3 separate regions of the Mus musculus genome follow, and all the other regions are linked to region 2. A link is a contact called in public HiChIP or PLAC-seq data. All regions are on one chromosome and are shown on one strand. Each heading gives the region's core, a stretch centred on a gene start, on an enhancer-like site or on the middle of the called end of the contact. The rest is flanking DNA. Distances are from core to core; before and after follow the strand shown. Region 1 overlaps Entpd7 (ectonucleoside triphosphate diphosphohydrolase 7). Region 2 overlaps Got1 (glutamic-oxaloacetic transaminase 1, soluble). Region 3 overlaps Entpd7 (ectonucleoside triphosphate diphosphohydrolase 7).

The links. HiChIP or PLAC-seq counts read pairs in DNA pulled down with a chosen protein or histone mark.
Region 1: an HNF4G HiChIP or PLAC-seq map of pancreatic cancer cells shows a contact between it and region 2. The contact joins two enhancer-like sites. A contact is called at or near these places in 1 of 15 datasets of contacts at CTCF or cohesin (the NIH/3T3 cell line), 1 of 484 Hi-C or Micro-C datasets (embryonic stem cells), 5 of 115 datasets of contacts at active chromatin or transcription factors (embryonic basal ganglia, embryonic forebrain, embryonic midbrain and 2 more) and 4 of 9 other capture datasets (adipose tissue, embryonic stem cells, liver and 1 more).
Region 3: an H3K27ac HiChIP or PLAC-seq map of embryonic stem cells shows a contact between it and region 2, with 5 read pairs. The contact joins two enhancer-like sites. A contact is called at or near these places in 3 of 39 promoter capture datasets (the C10 cell line, liver and stem cell-derived epiblast-like cells), 1 of 15 datasets of contacts at CTCF or cohesin (the NIH/3T3 cell line), 2 of 484 Hi-C or Micro-C datasets (embryonic fibroblasts and embryonic stem cells), 2 of 115 datasets of contacts at active chromatin or transcription factors (embryonic stem cells and large pre-B cells) and 3 of 9 other capture datasets (adipose tissue, liver and pancreatic islet).

What each region holds. Positions count from the first base shown.
Region 1 is chr19:43,692,888-43,697,334 of GRCm38.p6, forward strand. All of the region lies in intron 3 of Entpd7 (ectonucleoside triphosphate diphosphohydrolase 7), which reads left to right. Among named protein-coding and RNA genes, the nearest start is that of Entpd7, 5.4 kb to the left of the region's middle. Within about 2 kb of position 2,719, at least 52 of the 459 cell types and tissues checked have an H3K27ac peak or open chromatin away from gene starts, as enhancers often do. A contact at or near this core is called in pancreatic cancer cells, where this site is marked.
Region 2 is chr19:43,496,225-43,500,518 of GRCm38.p6, forward strand. Got1 (glutamic-oxaloacetic transaminase 1, soluble) reads right to left here. Exons shown (of 9, transcript NM_010324.2): 9 at 3,528-4,294. The coding sequence ends at 4,194. It overlaps Cnnm1 (cyclin M1), which reads left to right. Exons shown (of 12, transcript NM_001373992.1): 12 at 1-986. Among named protein-coding and RNA genes, the nearest start is that of Got1, 26 kb to the right of the region's middle. Within about 2 kb of position 2,982, at least 88 of the 459 cell types and tissues checked have an H3K27ac peak or open chromatin away from gene starts, as enhancers often do. A contact at or near this core is called in embryonic stem cells and pancreatic cancer cells, where this site is marked.
Region 3 is chr19:43,731,414-43,735,831 of GRCm38.p6, forward strand. Entpd7 (ectonucleoside triphosphate diphosphohydrolase 7) reads left to right here. Exons shown (of 13, transcript NM_053103.5): 13 at 1-2,440. Cox15 (cytochrome c oxidase assembly protein 15) reads right to left here. Exons shown (of 9, transcript NM_144874.4): 9 at 1,841-4,418. Among named protein-coding and RNA genes, the nearest start is that of Cox15, 19 kb to the right of the region's middle. Within about 2 kb of position 3,113, at least 4 of the 459 cell types and tissues checked have an H3K27ac peak or open chromatin away from gene starts, as enhancers often do. A contact at or near this core is called in embryonic stem cells, where this site is marked.

The sequences.
Region 1 (4,447 bases), core at 1,469-3,968, 200 kb after region 2:
TCCTGTGTGCACGAGCCTCCTTTCCTCCTAGAGCTTTCGAGATGCTCTCCTAGTGATCTGAAGCAGTATGCCTGGGCCGTGCTTTGTGAGAGTTTGCTCTGTGATTAGTGTCTCTCACTCGGGAGCGGTCATGCGTGGAGAGCTCGCTCTGCACCACGCTGAGGTACCAAGGTGACCGTTAACGTGACCCTTGGATTTGTAGATCTGTAAGGTTAAGAGTTTTAAAACCAAATTTGGACAGTTTTTGACCATCGTCTTCTCATCGATTTTTCTGTTCTCCTTTGGGGACTCTGGCTACATGTGCATTGAGCCTGGACGCTTCCCCCAAGCTAACTGGTGATGTGGGCTTTTTTCTCTCTCTCTCTGTGTTTTATTCTGGATATTTTATTTCTGTTTATTTATTTATTTATTTATTTATTTATTTATTTATTTTTAATAGAGTCTCATTAGATAGCCTTGGGCAGTCTCGGATTCTCTATGTAGCTCCAGCTACATAGAAGTCTGTCTGCCTCTGCTTCCCGAGTGCTGGGCCTAAAGGTGTGAGCCACCATGCCTGGCCCATTTAATGTGTCTTCCTTAATGTTTCATGTGCTCTTAATTCTGCCCAGGGAAAGCAGAATATCCTTTTTTTCCACAGAAAATTTTTCTGAATTATTTCCTGTGCTTTCAAAGCCCCACCAACTGCACGAGAAGGCTTGTATTCTTTTATAGGAAAATCATGTTTTTATATTTTTATATGAATTTCTCTTGAGGCTACAGGATTAAATGATGTTATAGTGTATTCATCATTTTCAACATGGCTTTCTTTCTTTCTTTCTTTCTTCCTTTCTTTCTCCCTTCTTCCTTTTTTCCTTTTTTTTTTGAATTGCTTCTTAGACATGTATCAAGGGACTTTGGACTCCAAGTAATAACTCAGATTGAGTTAAATAATAATAAGTACAAAAACCCCCTTACTTGTGCATATCACTTGATGTCCAGTGATAGAGAGGCCATGGCGCCTGCCACATTAGCCAGCAGGATGGATGTCCCTGCACTTCCCCATCTTGCTGTTTACAGGGTCAGCTTATTTAATGGCTGTAAAGTTGCAGCCAATAGCACCCAGGGCCACAGGTATCCTCATTCAGGTCCCATCAGGAGAGAAGCAGGCTCTGGTTGGCCCTTTCATAGTAAGGATGGAGGTGAACCTTGCCAGAATCCTCTAGCAAAACGTGCATTGCAGCTTTTTGTAGTCAGAATTGTGACCAATGCCTGTTCTACTTTTCATCGGTTCTGCCCCCAGAATTTCTCATCTCTTATTTTATGTTGTCGTTAAGAATCATGTTGAAAGCCATGATGTGCGGGCTCTGCTTGTCTGTTCAACCTTCCTTCCGCAAGAGCTCTCGTTTCACTTGTAGTTTAGAGTCTTTCTTTCCGGGAGAGAAAATACTGTTTGCGGCACTACAGAAAAAGAAATTTGCCAATTAAAATTACAAGTTTTACATCTCAGACCACAAGCTGAGTTTCTTTGCTGCTTAATGGGGTTTTCTTGGCAGACCTTAGCACGGCTTTCCATTGGCAGACAGCACGATCTGACTGGGTTCCATATGGATTAGCTCACATGGGTGAACTGTCAGAGGATGAGTGGCGAGCTGGACGGTGGAGGGGTAGATCAGGGTCTGGCTGGTTAGAGGTGAGCTGGGTGGTGAGTGGACAGGTACATTAGGGTCTGGCTGGTTAGAGGTGAGCTGGGTGGTGGGTGGATAGGTACATCAGGGTCTGGCTGGTTAGAGGTGAGCTGGGTGGTGGGTGGACAGGTACATTAGGGTCTGGCTGGTTAGAGGTGAGCTGGGTGGTGGGTGGACAGGTACATCAGGGTCTGGCTGGTTAGAGGTGAGCTGGGTGGTGGGTGGACAGGTACATTAGGGTCTGGCTGGTTAGAGGTGAGCTGGGTTGTGGGTGGACAGGTACATTAGGGTCTGGCTGGTTAGAGGTGAGCTGGGTGGTGGGTGGACAGGTACATTAGGGTCTGGCTGGTTAGAGGTGAGCTGGGTAGTGGGTGGACAGGTACATTAGGGTCTGGCTGGTTATGATGTTGGATCAGGGTGGGAATAGGAGCGGGAGGCAGGGATGGGTGGAATTGTTCCAGATTTCAACGTAAGGGTAGAGAAAAGGCTTAGAAGGTTTCAAAGGGAGGTGTGTTAGGATTTGCTCTTTTAAAAAGCTCAGTAGTGGTGGTGCACACCTTTGGTCCCAGCACTTGGGAGGCTGAGCAGGTAGATCTCTGAGTTCCAGGCCAGCCTGGTCTACAAAGTGAGTTTCAAGGCAGGCAGGGCTCTACTTGAAAGACAAGCAAGCAAGCAAGCAAGCAAGCAAACAAACACGCTCACGTTGATGGCCTTGTGGAGAATGAATTGGAAGGAAAGATGCAAGCAGAGAGACTTACTTGGGCGGAGAGAGGGGTAGCCTGAAGTTGGACGGCAGCAGCATAGATAAAGCAGAGTAAAGCCCCAAGTGGACGGTAGGCGGTATAGTGACCCACTGTGTCCGAAGCAACCAGATCCTATATCTAACTACTTGTTAGGTTGGTTTAATTGAAATGAGATCGCTGTGGAACTGTGGAGGACACACACTGTGCCCTGAAAGGACATTACTATAAGTCCTAACACCCTGAACCGACCCGCTCAAGCGATCAGCAGCCTCGTACCCCAGAGCTTATTGTTGTTTAATGGACAGCTGTGTACACACTGCTGCTAACAGCTGTGTGCTATAAGTTCCTCTTTGTGGCAGCCTCCACGAGGCGTCTAGGGGTCGAACATTCTCTGAGAACTTGCCATGGGTTCATAGGATTGTATTAGACACGGGGGTGGGGGGGGGGTACAAAGATGAACAGAACGTGGCTCCTGAACACAGAGTTCATAACCTCATTAGACGGCAGAGCCTAGTGAGTAATTGAGATAAGTCCTTTAGAATCAGGAACAGAGTTAATCATAAATGAATCATAAGAGAGCCATGAGTAAGGAACCAGATGTGCTCCTGTAAGCTCATGTTCTAAAAGTGCATGCACATTGTGATAAGATAGGACCTTTCATACTGCTTGCTTTTCTTCTTCCTTGTTCTCGTCCTCCTCTTCCTCTCCCGTCTCCATGTCTTCCTTTCTCTCTCCCTCCTCCTTGTCTTCCTTTCCCTCCTCCTCTTTCTCTCCATCCTCCTTGTGTTCTTCTACCCCCTCCTCTTCTTCCTCCTCTTCTCCCTCCTCCTTGTCTTCTTCCTCCTTTCTCTCCTCTTCCTCCTCCTCTCCCTCTTCCTTGTCTTCCTCTTCCTCCTCTCTCTCTTCTTCCTCCTCCTCCTCTCCTCCCTCCTCCTTGTCTTCCTTTCCCTCCTCCTCCTCTCTCATCTTACTGTTTTGTTTTTGCTTTTGCTTGCTCTATAGGCAAGGTTGACCTGAAAGTTGCAGTATTCCACCAGCCACTCCTTTCCTTTGCCAGTGTTTTAATTAGCATGGCTCTCACTTTTCACACAAAGCCAAAGATAACAGCAAATCAGAATGATGGCCACTGTGGGTTCAGGTTGTCGATAGACGCAGGTGCCCTAAAAGCAGTGGTAACTGGCATGGGGCGGTGAGGCCAAGGAGGAATTTATTAAAGGCAGCTGGAAACCAGGTGTTGTGTGGCATGCTTGTGTTCCAAGCCTAGGGAAGGAAGGCAGACTAGGCTACAGAGTAAGAGCCTGACTCAGAAATACTGGGAAAAAATACACTGAATAATGTAAAATTTCTACAGTATCTATCATGGGAACATATATATATATATACTGTTCCCTATATATATAGTAGTATATATATATATATATATATATATATATACACTAGGGAACAGTTCTTTCTATTTTCTTAAAACTTTTATTTATACAGTCTGATCACTTAGTTAATGGTGATCTTGAATAGTTGCTTTTAGCCTTTGTATCTTTAAATCACTAAGGGACTTGTAATAAATGGAGGTGACAAGGTCTCTCTGAAGTGCAGAGGCTTCTGATATGCAGCCTCGTTGAGAACACTCATTATGGTTCCTTGGGGTGGTATTGTGGTTTTAGGGTTAACTAGCCCTAATCCTTTGTTATGTGGGTAATCTTGGGGTGGTGTCTTAATTAGTTCTACAATCCAGTTTATATCAGTGCATAAAGTGGGAGTGAAAATTATTCCTTTTCCCTTTATTTTCCTTTTTTTCCCTCTCTTCTCCTCTCCCCTCCTCTCCCTCTCTTCCTTCCTTCTTTTGTTTCTTTTTCTTTTGGATTCGGCAGTGGTGGTGCACACCTTTAATTCCAGCACTTGGGAGGCAGAGACAGGTGGATTTCTGAGTTCAAGGCCAGCCTGGTCTACAGAGTGAGTTCCAGGACAGCCAGGGTTACACAGAGAAACCCTGTCTCGAAAATTCAAACCAAAAAAAAAAAAAAGACAGGGATTCTCTGTATA
Region 2 (4,294 bases), core at 1,732-4,231:
GCTGCCTCCCCCAACCTCCACTCCCACCCCACCCCCATTCAGTCACGGGGAAATACTTGCCCACAGGAACTTTTAACTCAGGGGTTGTTGACCTGGGGCCATTACCCCATGGGGGTCCATAGTTTGACTCCAGTGGGCTAAAGAGCCCTTAAAATTGTCGGAAGTGTTTTTGTGTGTTTTTCAGAAGCTTGAAGCTTTCTTAATATTCTCAAAGTTCCCAGATCCAGGAAGGCTTTTTAACTGTTTTGAATAATGGAACTTTCAGCCCGATGTTTCTGCAATGCAGAGTGAATTCTGGGATGCTTGAGAAGAGTGTTTGATTATAAAGTGGTGAAGCATTCTTGTCAATGGGGGAAGGTTGGGACCCACCAAGACAGGGTCCTTAGAAATCCCTGGCACACCACGCAGTAGGGTCACAACCTACATCCCATATAACTTTTGCCCACTGTCTACCAAACCCACAGTAGGTATTGCCAAGAGGGCCGTAGCCCATGGGAGGGAAGTTTGGAGCCAGAGATGCCTCTTCTGTGTATGTCATGGACTTCACATGCCCCTTGTTTAGCCTGGCTGCCCTGAGGCTCAGCCATGCATGTGTTCTAGCTAAGTCCACAGCCACCTCTCCCAACCTGCTCCTGCCTGCTCAGAATACAGTGCCAGCCCTTAGTGCTGGTGTCGCAGACCTAGGCCAGTAAGTGATGATGAGTTTGGAACAAGATCTCACAAGGGAGCCCTGCTAGGTAAAGTTCCCTCTCATTAGTCCTTTGGCCACCAGGCTCAGGCCACTACTGTTGTATTAACTCCACCCTCTGCAGACCCTCTAAGGGACCTGTCACCATTCCTTTCCCTAGCTCCCAAGCCCCACCCCCCCCCTCCGATTTTCTTCAGGTTAAAATACATTTTAAAAAAAGATTTTAAAATAAAGTATTTATGAAAACTCAATAAATTGTAAATAATTTTTAAATAAAATAAAAATGTGTTTTCCTGGACTAGCTGCTTTGCTTGCCCATGGGATTCTGGAGTTTGAAAATGGTTTCATTTGAGATGCGTGTCAGACAATGCACAGGTGTCAACATCTCACCTGTGTGGCCCACCTGCCTGCAGGGCACTAACTACCCTTGAGGCAGGTGCGAGGCTGAGGTAAGGTTACAGCAAAGTTCGGGTACTTCAGGTAGACTTTGCTTTGGGAAGTCAGGTGAGTCGGATTTTTATAGGAATGAACGGCAGAAGAGGGAAGTAAACCTAAGACTGGATGTAAGTGGAGACAAGGGGGTATTAAGAGGATACTGAGAAGGGCCAGTGGCTGCTGAACCCATGTGACCATGAGAAAAGACCAGGATGTTGGAGGCCAGACCCTACACCCCTGAGACTCTGCTGGCTTTCTCGGACCTTCTGGAACATCAAGATGGCCCCATTCCAGTGGTTCCTACGCAAAGGCTAGAGGCAGGAACAAGAAAGCAGTGGGCCAGAGGTTCCGTGTGCAGTTAGCTGGCTCCAGAAGGCGGACCAGCCAGGCAGCTTGCAAGCAGTGTAACAAGACCATTAGAGGGTTATGCTGGAACAATACAGGATTCTTCTCTGGAGACCCAATCGGGGCTATTCTTTCCTTAATACGCTAAAGGCTGTTTTCTCTGGGCTACACTTAGCAGGTGGTGTAATAAAGGCTGCTTAACTCATTTCTCAAAACTGCCTCTCAAAGGCGCTGATGCCTTTGGACAACTTGATTGAAGTTTTGGCAAGTTGGAGTTTTCTGTTTGCCCACCTCTGAAGTCTACCATGCACCCACATCTGAGAGCTCTTGCAGTGTCCCCCAAACATCCACAGAACCCCAGACACAGTACAGGACACGCTAACCAATTTGTCCCACTTCATCTTTTTTTTTTTTCTTTAAAATACTAAAAACTTTTTTAGCATGTTGGTACTGGCATTGAGACTTAAAGTTGTTTCCTTAATTTAAATAGTTTTGGCACTCCCCCTAGAAGAAAAATTAGAAATTTTTCTAATAAATAAATTTTTATAAAATAAATTTAAAAATAAAAAACTAGAAGAAAAATTCTCTTTCCCTAACAAGAAAAGTATGCCCTAGTAAGAGTTTACTGGGGAGCCAGTCAGTGGTGGCGCACACCTTTAATCCCAGCACGGGAGGCAGAGGCAGGCAGATTTCTGAGTTTAAGGCCAGCCTGGTTTACAGAGTGAGTTCCAGGACAGTCAGGGATACACAGAGAGACCCTGTCTCAAAAAAAAAAAAAAAAAAAAAAAAGGTGGGGGGTGGTTACTGGGTAGGACATTTTGGAGGGCCACATTGATCAAAATTGTTTTTTAAGATTTATTTATGTGTATGCCTTAGCATATGTAGGTACCCCTGGAAGCCAGAAGAGGGCGTCAGATCCCCTTGATCTGGAATTCCGGGCAGTTGTGGTTTCATGTGGGTGCTAGAAACAGAACCCCAGTCCTCTGCAAGAGCAACAAGCAATGCTCTTTTGCTCACAACAACCAAGTCTGTCCCCATCAGAGGTACTGGAGTCTGATGGCTTAAGCCACCCCTAGGGAGAATGCAAGAAACTCTTCCAGGGAAGGCAGCATCCTAGAGCTGAAAGAACAAACCTCAATAAAGGATACAAATGGAAACAAGCTGCAAGCTAACGTCTAATAACCTTTACCTCGTCCACACCCAGCAGCCTGGGGCACCTACAGAGAGTCAGCCCAGCCAGATGGTAGGATCTGCAAGGGCGGAGGGCTTTGCAAAGGAAAGCCAGACCAGGGATAACCACCGTTCCTCTCCGAAGGCAGGAAGCCAGACTGTTTCAGTACCAACAGACTGATTCAAAGAAAGGAATGAGGAATGACGGCAGAATGACAGCAACAGTCCAAATTCTGGCTCAAGGTCAAAGGTCTTTTTTTAAACTAAAAGGCCCTACTAACAGAACAGGGTGTCTTGGTAAGCTTGGAAAGAATTCCGTACCACACCCAGAGGAAAGGGGGTGAGTCAGAGACAACAGGAAGCAAGCAGACTGTTTCACTGCGGTAGCCAGGCTAGACCTGGTGACTTCTGGAGCCGACCATCTTTAAAAATCGTGGGATTTTTATACCTCAAGGGAGTCCTGGGAAATTCTGAAAAGCTACTCTTAAATATTTTGAAAAGTGGTTACTCTGTTGCTTAAAGTAAGGCATAGCCCTACCAATTTTTCCAGACCCACCCTTTTCCCAGAGTTCAGGGACTCTGGAACTTGTGATGTTTAAGCAGCTGTAATGTTTTCAATACACTAGGGACATAGCAGCTCCAGCGGTGACGGAAAGAGCTGGTATTCTAGAATCCCTCTAAATGATATCATCCTAGTTTCTTAAGAAAATGGCTGGTGTCTGAACGATAAACCTACAAAAGCAACATGGACTTACAGCCTGGATCCTACTTGAACTTCCAGTTTCATGAACACATTTTGTTTTTTCCTTTACCTTTGCCATCAGTGAACCCCTCTAAAGACTTCATTCTAAACTGTGGGTGGCAACTCATGAATGGATCACAAACTCCATTTCACTTGTCTTGATCAGCAGTTTTATTTTTTAAATAAAACAGAACAGACTAAGAAAATATCACAATGTGCCACATATCACAAGAGCAAATACCGTTTAGTGGAACTTTCATTTCAGTCAAATACGTAAATCCATTTGTATGTCATGATATAAATATTGGCCACAGTTGCCTTAAAAAAACTAATGTTCCAGACCAGGGACACAACCGTGCGGGGAGATCAGGGTGACGAGAGACAGAGATGGGTGGCGATGATGAGTTTTAATGCCCCAGCCAACACCCACAGTCACATCCGGCTCCTCAGACCAACTTGATCTTTGAGACTAGACTTTTGTACAGTCAGGCAACACGCAGAAGCCCAAGGCTCCGTGGGCATCACTCCTGCAGAATGCTAGAGAGGAAGGCAAGGTGATTACATCTCATAGCCAAAGTTCTTTTTATTCTTAAATAACTTTAATCTACTCTGGTTTCCAACAGGCTCTAACCCCAGAGCCCCCGGGGCTCATTTCAAGAAACGTCTTCTCATGTGGGGGGTCAGCTAAACAGCAGCTGCTTCCCCTCGGTCATCTCTAATAAAGGACGTGTACAGCTAGGTACAGCTAGGTTTGCGCAGGCAGGAAAGGTGTGACAAGAACTGCTTTGGTGGCGTGAACTACGAGGTGTTTCTTCACTGGATTTTGGTGACGGCTTCATGGATGGAGGTAGCGACGTAATCTAGGTTCTTGGTGGTCAAGCCGCACATGTTGATCCGACCACTCGGCAGGAGAT
Region 3 (4,418 bases), core at 1,863-4,362, 240 kb after region 2:
GCCGAAGCAGGAGTTTGATTTCTTCTTTTGGGGAGTAAGGCAGGTCTCCTGAGCCCAGTTTTCTAGGTCGCCAAGGCCAGCCTTGAAGCCCTGATATCCCTGCCTCTGTGTCTTTGTAGCGCTGGCTTCAAGGAGAGCATCACCAACCTGGCTCATTTTCTCTTCATTTTGCCAAAGCCTTTTATCTCTAGTGTTGGAGTTCAGAAGAAAAAAAAAAGAGTCTAAAGGAATAAAAATGAATTTCTTTGATAATAAATTCCTCCTGGGAACAGAAGGAAATGAAATGATTTATGAAATAGAGAAAAAAGTCAAGATGGTCTTAGGGAGGAAGCCAACGTGAGGATGAGTGTGTTGACTTAGCAGTTAGGCAAGGCTGCAATTACCATCATCTCCTCCCTCTTCCTCCCCCTCCTCCCTCTCTCTCCTCGCCCCCTCTCTCTTCTTCCTTCTCCTTTCCCTTTCCTCCCCTTCCCTCTTCTTCCTCCTCCTCCTCCCCCTTCCTCCTTTTCTTCCTTTTCTTCCCCCTCCCTCCCCTCTCCCTCCCCTCCCCCTCCTCTTTTCTTTTCTTTTCTTTTTTTTTTTTTTGAGGCCGAGTGGGTGTCACTAAGTAACTCAGGCTGGCCTGGTTCTCAGTGGTCCTCCTGCCACAGCCTCCTGAGTGCTGTGATTACAGATGTGTGCCACCATGCGTGCACATTAGATACGTGCACACCTAGCAAAGAATTCTTTCATGTCATCTACTTTTCATTAGGGCTGTGAGGTTGACATCTTAGGACTTCTCAGTTGTCTCCCTTCTCCATCATTCTAATTTTTATGTCCTGTGAGTGAGCCTCTGCTTTTTTTTTTTAATGTTGCTATAAAATGCTCTTACCAGCCATTTGCTTCCTCAGGGAACATTTAGCTTCATCTTGGTTTCTATATAGCTGTCTTGGTGTGTTGAGAGATCTAGTCAGAAGTCCCTGGGCAGGTTAACAGTGGCCATGTTCATGGGCTCCAATTGAGACTGGAGGAGGGAGGTGGTAATGGTCTGGTTGTAAAGCTCTCATTACTGATCTTCCTCTTTGTCCTGATGCTACTAGAAGCTTCCATCTGTCAAGCACTTATTTGTATCCCTCTTAATGTTGTGTTCTTTACTATATATCATTTAATCATTACGGCAGCCTTTCGGATTGATACCCCTACATTCTTTTTATAGTTTGGAAAAAAAAAATCTCAGGATACCTATCTTTATCATTTCTCAATATAAATATATTTCTTAATTTATTTTAATTAGTCTTTGAGTTTCTGTTTGGTGCATTGTATCCTGTTTATTGCTTTCGTATTATGGGGTCCAGACTTCCCTTCCTTACAGTAAGGCTTCCCGGAGTTCCATAGGTTAAGAACTCTGTTATATGGAGCTGAGGACATTGCTCTCAACTCATCCCTGAGGGTAGACTTCAAATGGGATCTCATTAGCCAAGTTTTCGCTGCATCTGTTTTAGTATTTAAAATACTTTTGGTTTTATGTTTAAGCCATTAGCTTAACTTTGCACAATTTTTTTCTTACCCACAACATTCCAATAATTACAATCTGAATGAAGGTACAAATGCATAATAGAGATATCTACCTCATTATGGAATAGGTGGCGATTCTTGGGAAGTTTCTAGACTGGGATTTGTATGTGACTTCATTTTAGCTGGACTAGGAATTAAGTAGGAACAGCATTGGCTGTTTCAGAGTCTCTTAAATCGGTCTCTTAGTTTATGTTTTACCCTCCGTCTTTGCTGTGGGGAAGGTAGACTTCTGCCAAACTCGTGAAGATTTTGCTGGCATTATAAAAATTAGTATGTTCAAAAATGAGGACTAAGAACCAAGTTTTGGCACCTTTGACTAACAATACAGAATAACAAATATTTTTGTAAACCATGATTGCAAAACAATGATTGAAATCAAATACTTTTAGGTAATGGTCTGTATGGTGGGTGGCTCTGTCCTTGACCTTCACCCTCCTCCTAACTTGGATGTGATCGAACTGGAAAAGCTGTTGTACCCTGCGTGGGTTCCTGTCCATTCCAGGCTTTCTGTTTTGGTGGGAGGCTTGTTAAGGTTCTATTTTAAGCCAGCTTTGTCTTGTTTTATATCCCCATCGGCTGTCTTTGAAGGGTTTCATATTTCCCCTTGGCCTAGTAGTTCATTATTTTTGTTTGTTAATACTATCATTAGAAGGACAGAGGAGAACCACACACCAGCAGACCATTTTCATTTCTGGAAATCGGAGCAATAAAAAGACTTTTTTTATATTGTAAAATGGAATTATTGCTCATGCTATAAGGGCTTCCAGTTTTTCAAATATGAACCAGGCCATTGCTTCCATGGCATGAAAACTTGAGTTGAAAATGTTCTGAGTCATAGGCTGTTTAACCATGCCTGCATGTCAGACAAGCTTGAAGATGTGTCTATTCCTGAGCCTCTCCTTAAAGCAGGACAATTACTACCAGACCCCTGACTCCCACCCCCACCCCCAGGCTGCTAGTCCGTTTACTGTAACCAAACACTTGAGATCGTTTATACAGAGAACGGGTTGTTCTGGCTCACAGCTGTAGATGGTCAACTCAGTAGTCAAGTGTCCCTCTGCTCTGAGCCCGCAGTGAAGTGTACGTTGCAGCAGGCATGTGACGCAGAGTGGATGCTTAGCTCATGACCAGGATGCAAGAAAGGATGGAGTTGGGAGTCTCACTCATCCTCCAATGATGTGAAGACCTTCTAGGAAGCTTGGCCACGAGGGTCCCACCATTCCCAACGATGCCACCATGAGGACCAAGCCTTTAACAGATGGCCCTTGGAGGACATTCTCAATCTGAGCTACCGCACAGTTTGAAGGGGGTCCTGGTGAGTCCAGCCTGATTTCGGCTCTGCCCCTTTACTCAAGCCCGCCTCTGCCAGCAGGGATCCCGGGCCCTCCAACCGGTCAGGTTTCTGTTCAAGTTCTCCTTCCACGCTGTCCCACACTGTCCGTTTAGTTGAAGCTGGAGTATACACTACATCTCCTCCAGGATTTCTACCTTTAGCACGGTCTCTGCAGTGGCTACGGCTCCTTCCACTGTGACCCATGACCTTAAGGACAAAGGCTTTGGGACCGCCCTGCTTCCGGTGGCTGAGGCGGCTCTTTTTACATGCTTTACGTTAAGAATTTTGTCAGCCAGGCGGTGGAAAAACGAATTTTTGTGGAATTCTTAAATTTCATGGAATAGTTCTTAATATTCTGATAGATGTGGAGCTCTAGAAAATGTGCAGCGTCTTATGTGGCTCTGTGTGGCATATGCCCACATAGAACCCCCCATTCACCCCAAGACCAGGAGGGCTGCAGGTAAACTGCTATTCTAAACTCCTGATTATCAGAGCTGGTCTTTGCAACCAACTTCACTTCAGGCAGTCTCACTGACCCTGCCGCAGGAAACCAGATCTCAGTGCAGGTTAAAGACGCAAACCTGAGCCAGTGAGACAGCTCAGCGGTACAAAGCAATCGCCACACAAAGACAGAAGGAGAGAACCAACTCGCAGGAGTTGTCCCCTTTTCTCTGCATGCACGTGCATGTACAATGCATATCCCCTGTCATGTACATGCACACACAATAATAAGTAAATTCTTAGAAAAATTAAATGATGTCATAAGAGTTAATGGCCTAATCAATCCCAAACAAAAATCCTGGGTTAGCTGACTGAAAATACATGTTTTAATTACCTTTATTTATAAATTAAAAACAATTGACAGAATTGTGGACAGACTGTTGAAAACATTAAAAGAAATTATTTAATCCTTTAAGTGTGCAATGGATTTTTCTGAAATAGACATTTGGGGCATAAATCAATAATTGTATTAGGGTGTATTTAGGGTGTGTGTGTGTGTGTGTGTGTGTGTGTATGTATGTGTATATATATATATATATATATATATATACCATAAAGCAGTTAAACAGCTAAATATTGGATCTGTTCCGAACATGCTTAACTGTAGTACAAACAAACAAACAAACAAAAACCTGCAGCAAAATATCTGAGACTTGAGCTGACTCCAGTTGCCATGTGCTTGGGGTGACTATAAACCGGTTCCGAGTGGTCTCTGGCTGGACCCTCCAGCCCTGTGCTGATTGCTTCTAACTGAAGAGTGCGGATTTGGAGTTGGGAAGCAGAGGGTGTGCAAGCTGCCCTGGTCCCCTTCTTGGAAGGCTCCTGTCTAGCGGAGTTTCTACCCTGCTGACACAGGCCCAACAGGTTAAATGAGGCACGGTAGGTGCGGTAGCGATTCGGAGGGAATGGGAACAAGCTGGCAGAACTTCAACCCAGCCCAGTCCTGTTCAGAGGCCTTGTGATCGCTTAGGTCTAGGATGAGTCTTGTTCTGAGGTTGAGGGAACCTCTTTTGTGCAATAACACAAGCCC